3 separate regions of the Sus scrofa genome follow, and regions 1 and 2 are each linked to region 3. A link is a contact called in public HiChIP or PLAC-seq data. All regions are on one chromosome and are shown on one strand. Each heading gives the region's core, a stretch centred on a gene start, on an enhancer-like site or on the middle of the called end of the contact. The rest is flanking DNA. Distances are from core to core; before and after follow the strand shown.

Region 1 (3,981 bases), core at 603-3,102, 540 kb before region 3:
CAAATAAAGAGTTCTGAGGATGCTGCTGCGGCGGGGACTTGTGGAGGAGGCTGCATCCCTGCCAGGTTGCACGGAAGCTGGGGAGCACTGGTGCCAGTTCCTCAGTGGTCTCTCCAGAGAGTGCTCTGGGGCCCTGGCCTCACACAGCCTCCCTTTGGGGCCCCCCTGGGCCTTGCCACTGTTGGTTTCTTTACGCAGAGCCTGGGGGTCCGCAGGGAGTCCAGTCCTCCTTGGCAGGTCCCTTCTACTTGGCCGCTTTTCCTGAGACTCCCCAAAGAGCCAGTCCAGGGGGTCAGCCGGGCCGGCCCTGGGCAGCACAGGCTGCTGGCCGCTGAAGTGGGTGGTGATGTCCTGAAGGGACCCATCAGAGCGGCTCTTCTCGCAGGAACGGCCTGGTCGGTGGGGTCTACGAGGCCGGGCCCAGGCTGCAGCCTCGTCCAGCACTGAGGTGGGCTGTGCCAGCTGACAAATGGACCTCACGTAGTCATCCAGGCTGGGGGAGGCAGGGGGTTCCTCTCCGGGCCCCACAGGCAGCATCTCCTCTGAGGTCTCCCGAATTGTGGGCAGATGGGGCACAGAAAGCAAGAGCCGGGACCTCATGGCTCCTTGCCACGGGGAAACTGCAAACTGTTGGTTGACAGAGGAAAGGGGATGAGACACTGCCAATACCCTGACACCCCTCCTGGGTCCCCTCCCCCATCTGAGGCTCCCTGTGTGAATTGTATGCCTGAGAGCAGTTTCAAGTCTACAGATACAAGAAGAGGCTTGAACTCCTGGACTTTTCCTTCCCCCTGATATTACTTCAGGCTCTATCCTTACTGTTGGGTAAGAACCTGTACAAATAAGAGAACCAAGCCTAAGAGACTGGAGTCAGAGAAAACTTGGGTTTCAAACCAAGCTCTGTACTTTCTGACCTGGGGTCCTTCGGCCAAGTCAGCTCTCCAAGCCTCCACTCATCTGAAAAACAGGGTTATAAATACCCACTCTCCAGGGCGCTGGGAGGAACATACGGAAGGACACCTCATGTGAAATCCGTTTATGAATATAACACTCCTTTATGAATATAATTGTCATGGCCACTAGCTGCGTCCTGTTCTCTAACCTGCAGTGAGGCTGTGCACGTCCCAGGCTGAGAACAGCCCTTGAAGCCCCACAAAGCCTCTCTGTTTTACCTCAAACCGGAGGGCAGTAGCTCTCTCTTACCTGTAGCTGAGGGGGCCTGGGGGTAGCAGGGATGCTGGATGGGCAAAGGAGTCCGAGGAAAGGTCCCAGGAAGCTTGGGGCAAAGAGATCGGGGTCCAGCGGTTGGACCCTGTGTCCCTCGTCAGATCGCTGGCCGGAGGAAAACGAGGATGATGTACCACGGCCTCTGTCCCATGTACTGCTGTCCAGAGCGGAGTCCCTCCCAAGCTGTCTGGCGAACTTTGAGGCTGGCAGTTGCTTTTATACCTTTCCACCAGCAATCAATTACTGTCACGAGGGCCAAAAATAGCAGGGCTCAGGAAGGCTCTCAGAGGAAAACAGCTTGGCAGGCGGGGCCTGGCCCAGCTGCCAGCTTGGAGCAAGTGTTTATGCCTGTGGGAGGTTCTGGGAATGTTTACTCTGCAGGGCCGGGGTGGGGCGGCCACAAGTCCTGGCCACTTCAGGCCACTGGGAGAGGCAGGGACTCCACTGGGCTCCCACAAGCAGCCCTAGGACCTGCCACCGCTGCCTAGAAATGTTTCCATTATATCTTCCACCAGCATCCTGCAACCCCAGGACACTGGCCCTGTGCTAGCTTAGATAGAGACCTGGGCCTGCACCTGCTAGAGGGCTTGCCAGACAGGGCAGTGCAAGGAGGTAGCCAAGGCCAGGCTTCCTGGGCCTTCTAGGAGTCAAGATGTGCCCACCTTCGTCTGGAACTAAGGACAGCCTGTGGAGTCCTGGTCTTGCCACTTCCCAGGGGTGGTGCTTTCAAATGAGAACTGGCAGCTTATTTGTTCCCCAGGTATCTAACTAGTATTCCTGTGTACCAGCGACTGTTCTATACGTAGCAGTGAACAAGTCATTGTGTCCCAGAGCTTAATTTTTAGTGCAGGAGAGCAGTAAGTACTTGGTGAATAGGTGCTGTAATGTTGGGCGTTGATTATGGCTGCAAAGAAAAGTCCAGCTGCACTGTGGTAGAGAGGTCAGGAGTGTGTTCGCTGAAAGGGGACATTGAGCAGAGAGCTGAGCAAATGAAGGCCGTGCCTTCCCAGCCAAGGGGGCAGCATGTGCAGAGCCACTGTGGAGAGTCTGCTGGGCATGCTCAGGGGACAGCCAGGGGCCACATGGTTGGCCCATGGTGGGGTGGGGTAGGCCAGTGGGTCTTGGCATGGACATTGGTTTTCTCTCTGAAGGTAATAGTAGGACTGCAGTGTTCCATTGAGGGTGCAAGAGTCTGGCTTCTGCTTCAAAGGATTGACTTAGCCGCTGCTCATGGGCTTTCAAGGGACAGCTAACAGGGAGACTGGGGAGCACCCAGGCCACTGCCAATGACTAGGGATGAGTGTGTCAGCACAGGAGGCTGCTGAGGATGAGGTGGGAAACCCTGGGGAAGCTCTTGTAAAGAGCCAGTACCAGTACTTCTCAGACAGGCCTCAGGCCATACTCCCATCATGGGCCCTCCTGGAAGACACCTGTCTTGTATCCACAGGCAGAGGACAGAAAGCAGTCATTGATACAACAGCCCAAGCCTGAGGTCTGATTGATGGATCCCAGGTGCTGAGCAAACAGGAGGACCTGACAGTCCCAAGTTCATGTATTCTGGATAGGGTATTCCTGATGGACTGAGGCATGGGGCCAGCCAGCTGGGAGATCAGGATTTCTGTTAAACGTGGCAGTTCCCACCTTGATGGCTCTTCTATCTGGAGGCTTCTGTAGAGCCTCTCTGGCTCTCTTAGGTTTTGTTAGCAATTAGCAAATTAGCCAGTAGGCTGAATTGAGGAGGGAAGTGTTGACGAGTGTATTAGAGCCCACAGTGATTTCCCAGCTTATAGAAATCCCAGGTCTTGGGACCTGTGTTCTAGTCCTGCCTCTGCTGCCACATCCTTCCCCACCTGCCTGGGAAGGCTTCCCAGGGGCCTAGAGGTCCCTCTCCTCTATGCTGGGCTTCCTCTGATTTGATCCAAGAAGCTTCAGGCTGAGAGGACCTCCCCTCCATTCCAATGGGGTCAGACTGAAGGCTAACGGAGAGGTGGCGGGGGGGGCTCGGACTGGGGGCACCTATGCTGCCTATGCAGGGGCACCAGCCTTGAGCCACTTCAGTCAAGCCAAACCCCAGCACAGCTGAGCCCTGACCTCAGAGGCAGGAGCACAGCCTCAGCCCTTTGCTTCCTAGAGCAAGGCCCCTGTCTCCCTCTTCATGGCAAAGTCCCTAGAGCCTTCATTCTGCATCTTTGAAGGCCTGGCCTCAACATGTCCAGCCTTGCTGCTTCCACCCCAGCAGTGCCCCCTTCTCCTCCTCATGGACCCTGGTCTGCAGCTGTGTCTGCTTCATCTTCCTCCACAGAGAGTCCATTGTGGGGCTCATGTCCACGAATGAACATGCTAAGATGTTCCTGGTGGGAGAGAGGTTCTCTCCAGTAACATGTGGACATCTGACAAAGGCATCATCCAAAGTCAAGGCTAAAAATGAAGAACTGAATCCTGCTCTGGGTTTTCTTACCATCCCCACGGGACCTTTAACTCCAGTGGATCAGTCTCGTCTTTCCTTTCCAGGGAGGGTTAGTTACATATCTGTGCCTGTGTAGCATCTGTGGTTATCAAAAATAGCTCTGGGTTTTCTGTTGTTGTTTGTTTTTTTCTTTTAGCAAACAGTACAAGGCTATTCTAGGAACTTCGTGTATTTTTGATAACCTTGAGCAGAGGAGAGCTATTTTCTCTGTGGATAACAGCATGTTTTAGACTATTACAAACTAACCATGAAATCAGCACTGCAGGGGACCTCTGTGAGCACTGCCA
Region 2 (4,230 bases), core at 855-3,354, 560 kb before region 3:
TCTAGTTTCAGAGGAAGCTGGAAAAGCCATGAAAAGGATTGTCATGATTGACTCAGATGCTTAGATGATGGCTTTCAACCTTTTTTGATTGTGCCCCACAGTGGGAGATGCTTTTTATATCACAGCCTAATATACATAACTGAAATATAATGCAAACAAAAGTTTCATGAGATACAACTTACACTTACTATGTGTTCTATATACTGATGTTTTCTATTTTAAAAAATACTAGTCAATTCACGCTCTAACTTAATTTCATGAAGTATAGTATGAAAAATACAAATTGTCGTGATCCATCACTAGGGGCTGGCACATTGCTGCCCAAACAACTTGCCCACTCTTGCTCTCTCCCTCTCTGTCTCTCTCTCAACTTTACCTTTTCTTTTCCTTTCCTTCCTTCTTCTTTTTCTTTCTTGCAAAGAAGGGAATGGGTACTGGATTGGCAACTAATGGTATACACAAGACCCACTGTAAGTGAGCTCCAGGCCAAACATAGTTTCATTGAATACTGAAGGAAAAGGTGATTCTCTAGAGGTACGTGATGTTGGACACTTATGTTCCATGTAAAATGGGGGTAGTAATACCTACTCCCCAGGAATGTTGAAGGCATTGTGTGGGATCCCTGTCGTAAAGCACCTAGCAGAGTGCCTGACACACCACGAGAGTGCAGGATACATCAGACTTCCCAGAAGCCAATCATCATTCCAGGCTAGTTCTCACCCTGGAGATGGTATCAGTTAGATCAGCATTCTTGAGGGCTGGAGGACCCGGACCACAGGGGTGCCCTGAGCTGGCAGAGGATGATTCATTCTTCACAATTTCCTGCAAAGCCAGAGCTGAACGATCCATGGCCTGGTCACCTTTAGCTCCCTCATTTTTACAGGTGGGAAAACTGAGACCCAGAGCAACTGCGACATGAAAAGATCGTGCAGGAAGTAGATGGCAGAGCCCAATCTCTTTACTCCAAATCCAGCAGCGCTAACAATGATAAGCACAGCCTCTCTCAAGTGGGCTCCAAGGGCCCATAGACAAATCTAGGGCTAATTTTTGCCTATGTAGGCAGCTGCATTTTTCTAGAAGGTCCATATCAGACTCTAAAATGTCCACATGACTCAAAGGATTAGGAACTACATGAGTTCCCATTGTGGTGCAGCAGAAATAAATCTGACAAGTATTCATGAGGACTTTGTTTTGGTCCCTGGCCTTCCTCAGTGGGTTGGGGATCCAGCGTTGCCTTGAGCTGTGGTGTAGGTCTAAGACAGCCATACGCCACAGGTGTGGCCCTATAACAGCAAAAAAAAAAAAAAAAAAAAGGAACTACAGATTGAATGAAAAGTAAAATTATGAAAAATAAAATTATTTATGGGGGAAGGGAGGGGAAATCTGAGGTCAGTACTGGAAATAGTGATATAAAACAGAAATTGCAAATGTTTCCATCAGCCTCTTCCCCTTCCCTGTCGCCCCCACACCCCAGAATCACTGACCTATTCTGAGTTCCCCAAAAGGCCTGTGGTCTTCTGTCCTCTTTGCAAGCAAATCCTCCAGCAGGCCTTAACTGGGAGGTTATCTCCTTTCAACCATCATAGAATCTGATTTCTTAAAAGCGGTGGAGCTTCGAGAGGCCACGTCAAGCAAACAGTAGGATTGCACGCAGGTGGCCCTTGAGCAAAAACTAACATTGCTCCAGACGGATAACCTCCTCTCTCAAGACACACACTAGTAATTGCGAGGCCTGCACGACCTTTGTTGGAAATCCAAGGGTGTCATTTCCCCCAGGGTCCCTGGCCTTGGCCCGCCTATCAGACCCTCCCGACCGATCCGAGCTGCTTCCTCAGTGGGTCTCCGGGAATTCCCGGAGTGTACGCCCGAGGGGACACCCTGGAAAGCCTACACGCCCCAAACCTTCTGCCCGGCTCCTGAGGCACCGCCCGGAGCCCGCCCTCCTCTGTGTACCCTGAGCTGGGCGGGCTGGACAAGGAGACTTTACGCAATTGGCCTGCGCTGGGAGAGAGGCGGAGCGGGGCGGGAAGAGCCGGGGAGGGGCGGGACGGAAAGGAAACAATAGGGCAGCTCTATTGGCCGGCGCTGGCGAGGGGCGGGGAGGGGCGGGCCCGACTCCCCAAGCTGGAGAGAACAGGGCAGTAGGCGCTGCGGAGGCACCTCGGGTGACTGCGAGGCGAGGCACTGGCAGCGGCTTCTGGACAGCGCAATGAGTGGACGGTGAGTGATGCATGGGCAAGAGAGTTCGGGGCGTCCACAGAGCACCAACTTCCCCCCACCGCCTGAGCCCAGGACTTTCCCCAGCCAGGAGCTCTTAAGTCTGGGCACTTGTGCGCCTTGCCTGCCGCGTGCAAAATCCCCTCCTTCTGCCAGCCTGGAGCATTCCGGGCCACGGGCCCAATGCTGAGAGTGGGCACTGTGCCATGCACCTCCTCCAAGGAGAGGGCACGTTAGGAGCTAAATCCTGCGCAGTCTACATCTTTGCTCACCTTGCCTCTCATCTTAGCCAGTATCCTAGAAGCGTTGATCTGAGAATTAGGGGGAAAGACTCAGCGTCTCTGGCACAACTCAGATTTCATGGATGGAAGACCATGAACACCCAGATAATAGCAGAAAGAAGGCTTCAGTGTCGCTATTTATAGAACATTTGATTTGTTCCCAGACCTGTGCTAAGAGCTTTAGCACAATATCACACCTACTTCTCATAGCCTTGATTATCCCTATTTTCAGATGAGAAAACCTGAGGCTTAAAATGTTACGGAATTGTCCACTTTTACCCAGATGAGTCAGCCTTGTAACCCAGGGCTTGTTGTGCCAGGTCTCATTCATTTTACCCACTGACTTCAGAGCTCACCCTGCCAGCCACCCTGCTCACCCCTGTGCTCCTGACTCTCAGTCCTGACTTCCCACTCAGAAGAAATGCTTCTGTTTTTATTAATCCGGCACAACCCTGGGGGAGGGAGGGCCTTCTCTCACTTGAGGATCAATGCCAGGACAGAGCCAGGGTTTCCTTAAAACACTATCTAGAGAGCTTTAGTAGTCCCACTTCACAGAGGAATTAAATATGATCACAATAAATAAGGGATTCTGGAATTTGAGCCCAAGCAGATTGGACTCCAAATCCATGTACTTGCACTTGCAGAAAGGCCCTCATTGTCAGTGTCTGTAGTTGAACTGCTCATGGCAAGATCGAGATTTGTTTCCAGACGCCATGAGTATACAATAAAGACAACTACTAAATTGCTGACCTGCCTGCCTCCTGCTCCCCAGAGTAATTCCTTAGCCACTGCCATTTGGTGGGCATTGTTAGGGTGAAGGAGGGAAGAAGGAAGGCTTGGAAAAGGAGAGGAGAAAAAGGGAAGGAGAGAAGGGGAAGGGAGAGAAGAGAAGAAGAATGTCTTAAACTTAGGTCAAAAAAAAAAAAATGCTGGCTGGAAGTTGTAGTGAGTGTATTTCAAGTGTCAGAACATTTTCATTAGTTTTTGTCATTATCCTCTCTGTGTGTGGTGCCGGTGGTTCAAGACTTTACAGGAAAAGTGAGATTGAGGCCACGGATTAAAGTGTTGGTGTGAAAGTTGGGATGTGGAGCCATGTGAGACTCTAGTGAGTGGTCTGGAGGTTGACAACAGAGTGAAGGTCCTGGGTCCCCCTGGGTCAGGGTCAACTAGACAATGACCTATAACAATAGAACATGAACAGAACTCCAGCATGTGCTATAATTCAGATCCTGTAAATGCAAAGGCTCAAAGAGGAGACTCTGACTATAGGGTCTACCAGAAAGCACCCTGGTTTTGAGAATGAATTCAGCCAGATGCCCTGGCTCACGCATTCTCTTGCCAAGAACCATCATCCTCTCTGATTCCTACATTGTCATCTCCAGAGCCTCGCAGTCTCTCTGGAGCTCCTGACTCCCACCATGACAACTATTGGGAACTTCCGTTTACTGTGGGTGAATCCCATGTGAGTCCCATCTTACCTGTTTCCTCATTCACCTTTACAGCAATGATTCAAATCATGAGGAACCTGAGTTTCATAGAGGAAAGGGACTTGCCTAAAGTCACATAGCTAAAGAATTCCAGAGCAGAGTTTTAAACTCAGATTCTTACAAAGCCCAGTGGTTATCCTATCACAGAATCCACTGAAGAAAATGTTGTCGAGTTGTTTTAAAGTAAATTAAATTCAAATGGGAAGTGGCTGCACTTCCCAAAGCTTCTGCACATTTTTCACTCT
Region 3 (4,074 bases), core at 112-2,611:
AATTAGTCCATCCACTTGTTTCTTGATTTCATGGGTCCTAGAGATAGTCTGCTGTGAGAATTCCTGTAGAAACTGTAGCAGCTATTTAAAAAATAAACATACAGTAGTATCAATATTATACACATCTATTCTGCATATCAAAACAGGAAAGAACCCATTTCCTTTTGTGTGTGTGTGTTGGAATGTAAAAGGGATTCTGCTTTTGACAGCTTTATGACCAAGTAGCATCAAAAAACATTAAGAAAGTTCATCAGCCTTGAGCTGTGGTGTAGATCGCAGACGTGTCTCAGATCTGTCAGGGCTGTGGATGTGGAGTACCTAGGCCAGCAGCTACAGCTCGGATTCCACCCCAAGCCTGGGAACCTCCATATGCCGCGGGTGTGGCCCTTAAAAAAAAAAAAAAAAAAAAAGAAAGTTCATCAAAACAGCGGCAACGAGTCAACGGATACTTGCCATCTCATTTTGGGAGGAATTTTTAAGTCCTGTTTGGTTGTCATTCTACAGGGATTGCAAACGAAAGCCAAAACAACAAACCACTACTTTTATCCAAAAATCCTACTTCAAATGGGACTTTGGAATGACCATTTTCAGTTTACTGGGTGGGCCCTTAGCTAAAAAGTCTCACTCAAGGATATCCATATACTAGTTTTTCTACTGCCCCACTCAGTCCAGGTCCCAACATGGAATTGACGAAGTAATGCCATTGTAAGCCTGCGGAGCGGCGGAAGCCGATTTCCCAGCTCAGGATGGAGTTGGTTGCCGGTCTGGAAAACCCCAACGAGGAAAACAGCCGGGTGTCCAGGCCGCTGTCTGCTTGGGAGCGCTCAGAGGGCTAAGGACAACCGGCCCACCACCGCCCAAGTGCCTGGGGATTGCCGCCGGGGAGTTTTTGAGGGCAAGAAGAGATGTGTTAAGTCGATGTTTATGGGGAGTCCCATCCTCCCTCCCGCATCACCCCGGATGAGTCGCCCTCCCCTCCCGTCCCTGGGCCCGCCTCTCACGCCCGCGTCGGCCGCCAGCGACCAGCTTTGGCTGCTTCTGCGGATCTCTTCCACCGACCAGGGCCGCTCCCACACGGGCTCCGACGCCGGCGCCCGCTCCTGGTCGGGGGTGGTCTGGTTCATCTGCAGCGGGAAGGACGAGAAGAGGCGCTGAGCTCCGGGAGGGCAGAGGGGGCCGGGGCCCAACCCTCACCCAACCTGCCACTCTCACCATCCTCGCCGCGCAGCCTCACGGGCTCCAAGGGCCCGCAGGACGCACCCGCTGAGCCTGGAAGGTCTCTGGAAGCCGAACTTCTCAGTGGTGCCTCAGGCACGTGACTGTAGATCACATGACCCCGGCGCCGGTGACCTGCCCCTCATGTGACCGGCAGTGGATGGCTGCCGGACTGCCGGAAGGAAGGTGCAGAAGCCGGCTGGGGACACTAGACCTCTTCTAAGAGGCCTGTGGCCACATGGATGGACCTAGAAGTTATCATACTAAGTGAAGTAAGTCAGAAAGACACCTATCATATATCACTTAGATGTGATATATATATGACATAAATGAGCCTATCTATGAAACAGACTCACGTTCACAGAGAATTTGTGATTGCGGAGGGGGGTCCGGAAGGGATGGCTGGGGAGTTAGGGATTAGCAGATGGTGACTAATGTACGGAATGTGTAAAAAACAAACTTCTATTGTATAGCCCAGGGAACTATATTGAATATCCTGTGATAAACTTTAATAGAAAAAGAATATGAAAAAATGTGTGTATAACTGAATCACCGTTATACAGCAGAATTTGAAACATTGTAAAGCAAATATACTTGAATAAAGTAAATTTTTAAAAATCTATTTCACTAAAAGAAAAAAAGCCTGCAGCCGGGCTATGGTGGCGGGAGTTGGAGAAAGGAAGGGTGCAGACGCCAGGGGGAGCTGAAGGGGTGCGTCCGACGGGTTGCATTTTAAGCTAGAGGGCAGTTGGCAGGGTGTGATCAGCCCGGAAACGCCTGGCAGCGAGGTATGTTTAGAGAGAAGGGCCAAAGGGAGAACCAGCCTAGGAGTTTTAAACGTTCCAGGCGGTGGGCAGAGGAAGAGCTCGCTGCTGCATCTCTTCCTTGCTGCATCTCTGCTGCCTGTCGCGGGGTCAGCGCACAGGCGCCCAGATTTACTGGATGGTGACTGTTTAAAATCCTTTACTCGCTAGCCAGTGCCCTCAGATTCAAGTTCAAACTCCTCATATAACAGGCAAAAGCCCTTTAATATCTGATTCCTGCCTACGAATCCTTCTTCAACGTGCCCAGCTTCCCCACCAGCGTTCTGCGACCCCTCACACTTCCTTGAAGTTCCCTCTGCGGAGTCCCTCTTCCTCCAGACCAACTTACTTTTTAAAATGAAGATCCCTATTTCTTTCCATTCTTTTTCGGTTTTGTTTTTTTGTTTTTCTTTTTTGGCCACTCCACAGCATGTGGAGTTTCTAGGCCAGGGATCAGATCGAGTCGCAGTTGCGACCTAAGCGCAGCTCTGGCCACCTGGGATCCTTTGGCCATCCTGGGATCCTCTGGGGCGGGGTGTCAAACCTATGTCCCAGGGCTTCCACGACGCCCATGCCACAGTCGGAACTCCATTTCTTTCCATTCTTATGTGCCCATGGGCAAGTTATTTTAATCCTTATGAGTTTTCCTCCTCAGTAAAAGGAAGTTACATGTTTTGCAGGAACTGTGGTAACATTTGTAAACAGCACAATGCCTACCATACTGTGAGCATTAAACATAGATTTTACCACTTCCTCAGTGGCCTCTGTTTATCAAACTCTTGAGCTTTCCATTGTTTTTGCCTCTGTCTCTCTAGTGAAGACTTCCCTAATTCCCAAGGATAATTTTAAATGCCCCCCTCAGTTATTTTCTAAGGGTTCACACAAATATTCACCGTAGACTATCATAAGTGTATTGTAATTTACTTATCTATCCTTTTTAATAATAATGTCTAACATTTATGAAGCACATATAATGTATCAACTGCTTTATATGTATTAATTCATTTAATTCTCACAATGACTCTGTGAGGTGGTTACTGTTATCCCCATATTTTACAGTGGGGAAACTGAGGCACAAAGAGAATAACTTACTCAGGGTTGGACAACTAGTAATGAAGCAGAGCCAGGAACCTACACCATTAGCCACTATGTTACACTATAGCTAGTCTTAGTTTCTTAAGAGAACTTCATTGTTGGTTTTTTGTTTGTTTGTTTGTTTGTTTTTGTGGGGTTTTTTTTTTAGCAGTGCCTGCAGCATATGCAAGTTCCTGGGTTAGAAATCAAACCTACACCACAGCAGTGACCCAAGCTTCTACAGTGATAATGCCAGATCCTTGACCCACTGCACCGCAAGAGTACTCCAGAACCTTATTTTTAAATTGCAGTCTACCAACCTCCTAGCCCTTCTCCAACATTCATTAAAAAATATATATGATTTGACCCCTAGCCTGGGAACTTCCATATGGCACCGGTGCGGCCCTAAAAAAAAAAAAAAAAAAAAAAAAAAAAAAAAAAAGTGGGTGGGAGTTCTTATCGTGGCCCAGAGGTAATGAACCTGACTAGTATCTGTGAGGATGCAGGTTCAATCCCTGGCCTAACTCAATGGGTTAAGGATCTGGTGTTGCTCTGATCTGTGGTGTAGGTCACAGATGCAGCTTTGATCCAGCATTGCTGTGGCTGTGGCGTTGGCCGGCAGCTATAGCTCCAATTCAACCCCTAGCCTGGGAACTTCCTCCATGTACTGTTGGTGCAACCCTAAAAAGACAAAGAAAAAAACGTTTTGTTTTGTTTTTGTTTTTAGTAAATCAAACCACTTTAAAATTTGGTTGGCAAAATTAAGATGAATCGGTTACCAAATACATCTTACCTAACATCATCATGGGCAGCGTCAGTGGCCATGTGGATGACTCTGGGCTCAGTGTTGTTAAGATTAACAACCTTAATCTACATGCCTATTCTCAAAGCTGGAATTACCCTGGATTACCCACACCCTGGACCCTGTCAGCTGAAAGTTTCTGACTTCTAACTCTGAACTGTAATAGAGCAGCCTCCTCTT

Evidence for each region. HiChIP or PLAC-seq counts read pairs in DNA pulled down with a chosen protein or histone mark.
Region 1: an H3K27ac HiChIP or PLAC-seq map of alveolar macrophages shows a contact between it and region 3. The contact joins the promoter of C14H10orf10 here to the promoter of LOC100522401 in region 3. A contact is called at or near these places in 1 of 5 promoter capture datasets (liver) and 1 of 2 datasets of contacts at active chromatin or transcription factors (alveolar macrophages).
Region 2: a contact with region 3 is called in an H3K27ac HiChIP or PLAC-seq map of alveolar macrophages. The contact joins the promoter of RASSF4 here to the promoter of LOC100522401 in region 3. A contact is called at or near these places in 1 of 5 promoter capture datasets (fetal liver) and 2 of 2 datasets of contacts at active chromatin or transcription factors (alveolar macrophages and skeletal muscle).

What each region holds. Positions count from the first base shown.
Region 1 is chr14:91,116,203-91,120,183 of Sscrofa11.1, reverse strand. It overlaps C14H10orf10 (protein DEPP), which reads right to left and starts at 1,852. Exons shown (of 2, transcript XM_003359280.4): 1 at 1,204-1,852; 2 at 1-627. The coding sequence starts at 600. All of the region lies in intron 3 of RASSF4 (Ras association (RalGDS/AF-6) domain family member 4), which reads left to right.
Region 2 is chr14:91,136,367-91,140,596 of Sscrofa11.1, reverse strand. It overlaps RASSF4 (Ras association (RalGDS/AF-6) domain family member 4), which reads left to right and starts at 2,104. Exons shown (of 11, transcript NM_001243337.1): 1 at 2,104-2,220.
Region 3 is chr14:90,579,686-90,583,759 of Sscrofa11.1, reverse strand. It overlaps LOC100522401 (WASH complex subunit 2A), which reads right to left and starts at 1,361. Exons shown (of 33, transcript XM_003133111.6): 1 at 1,213-1,361; 2 at 1,002-1,124; 3 at 1-81. The coding sequence starts at 1,215.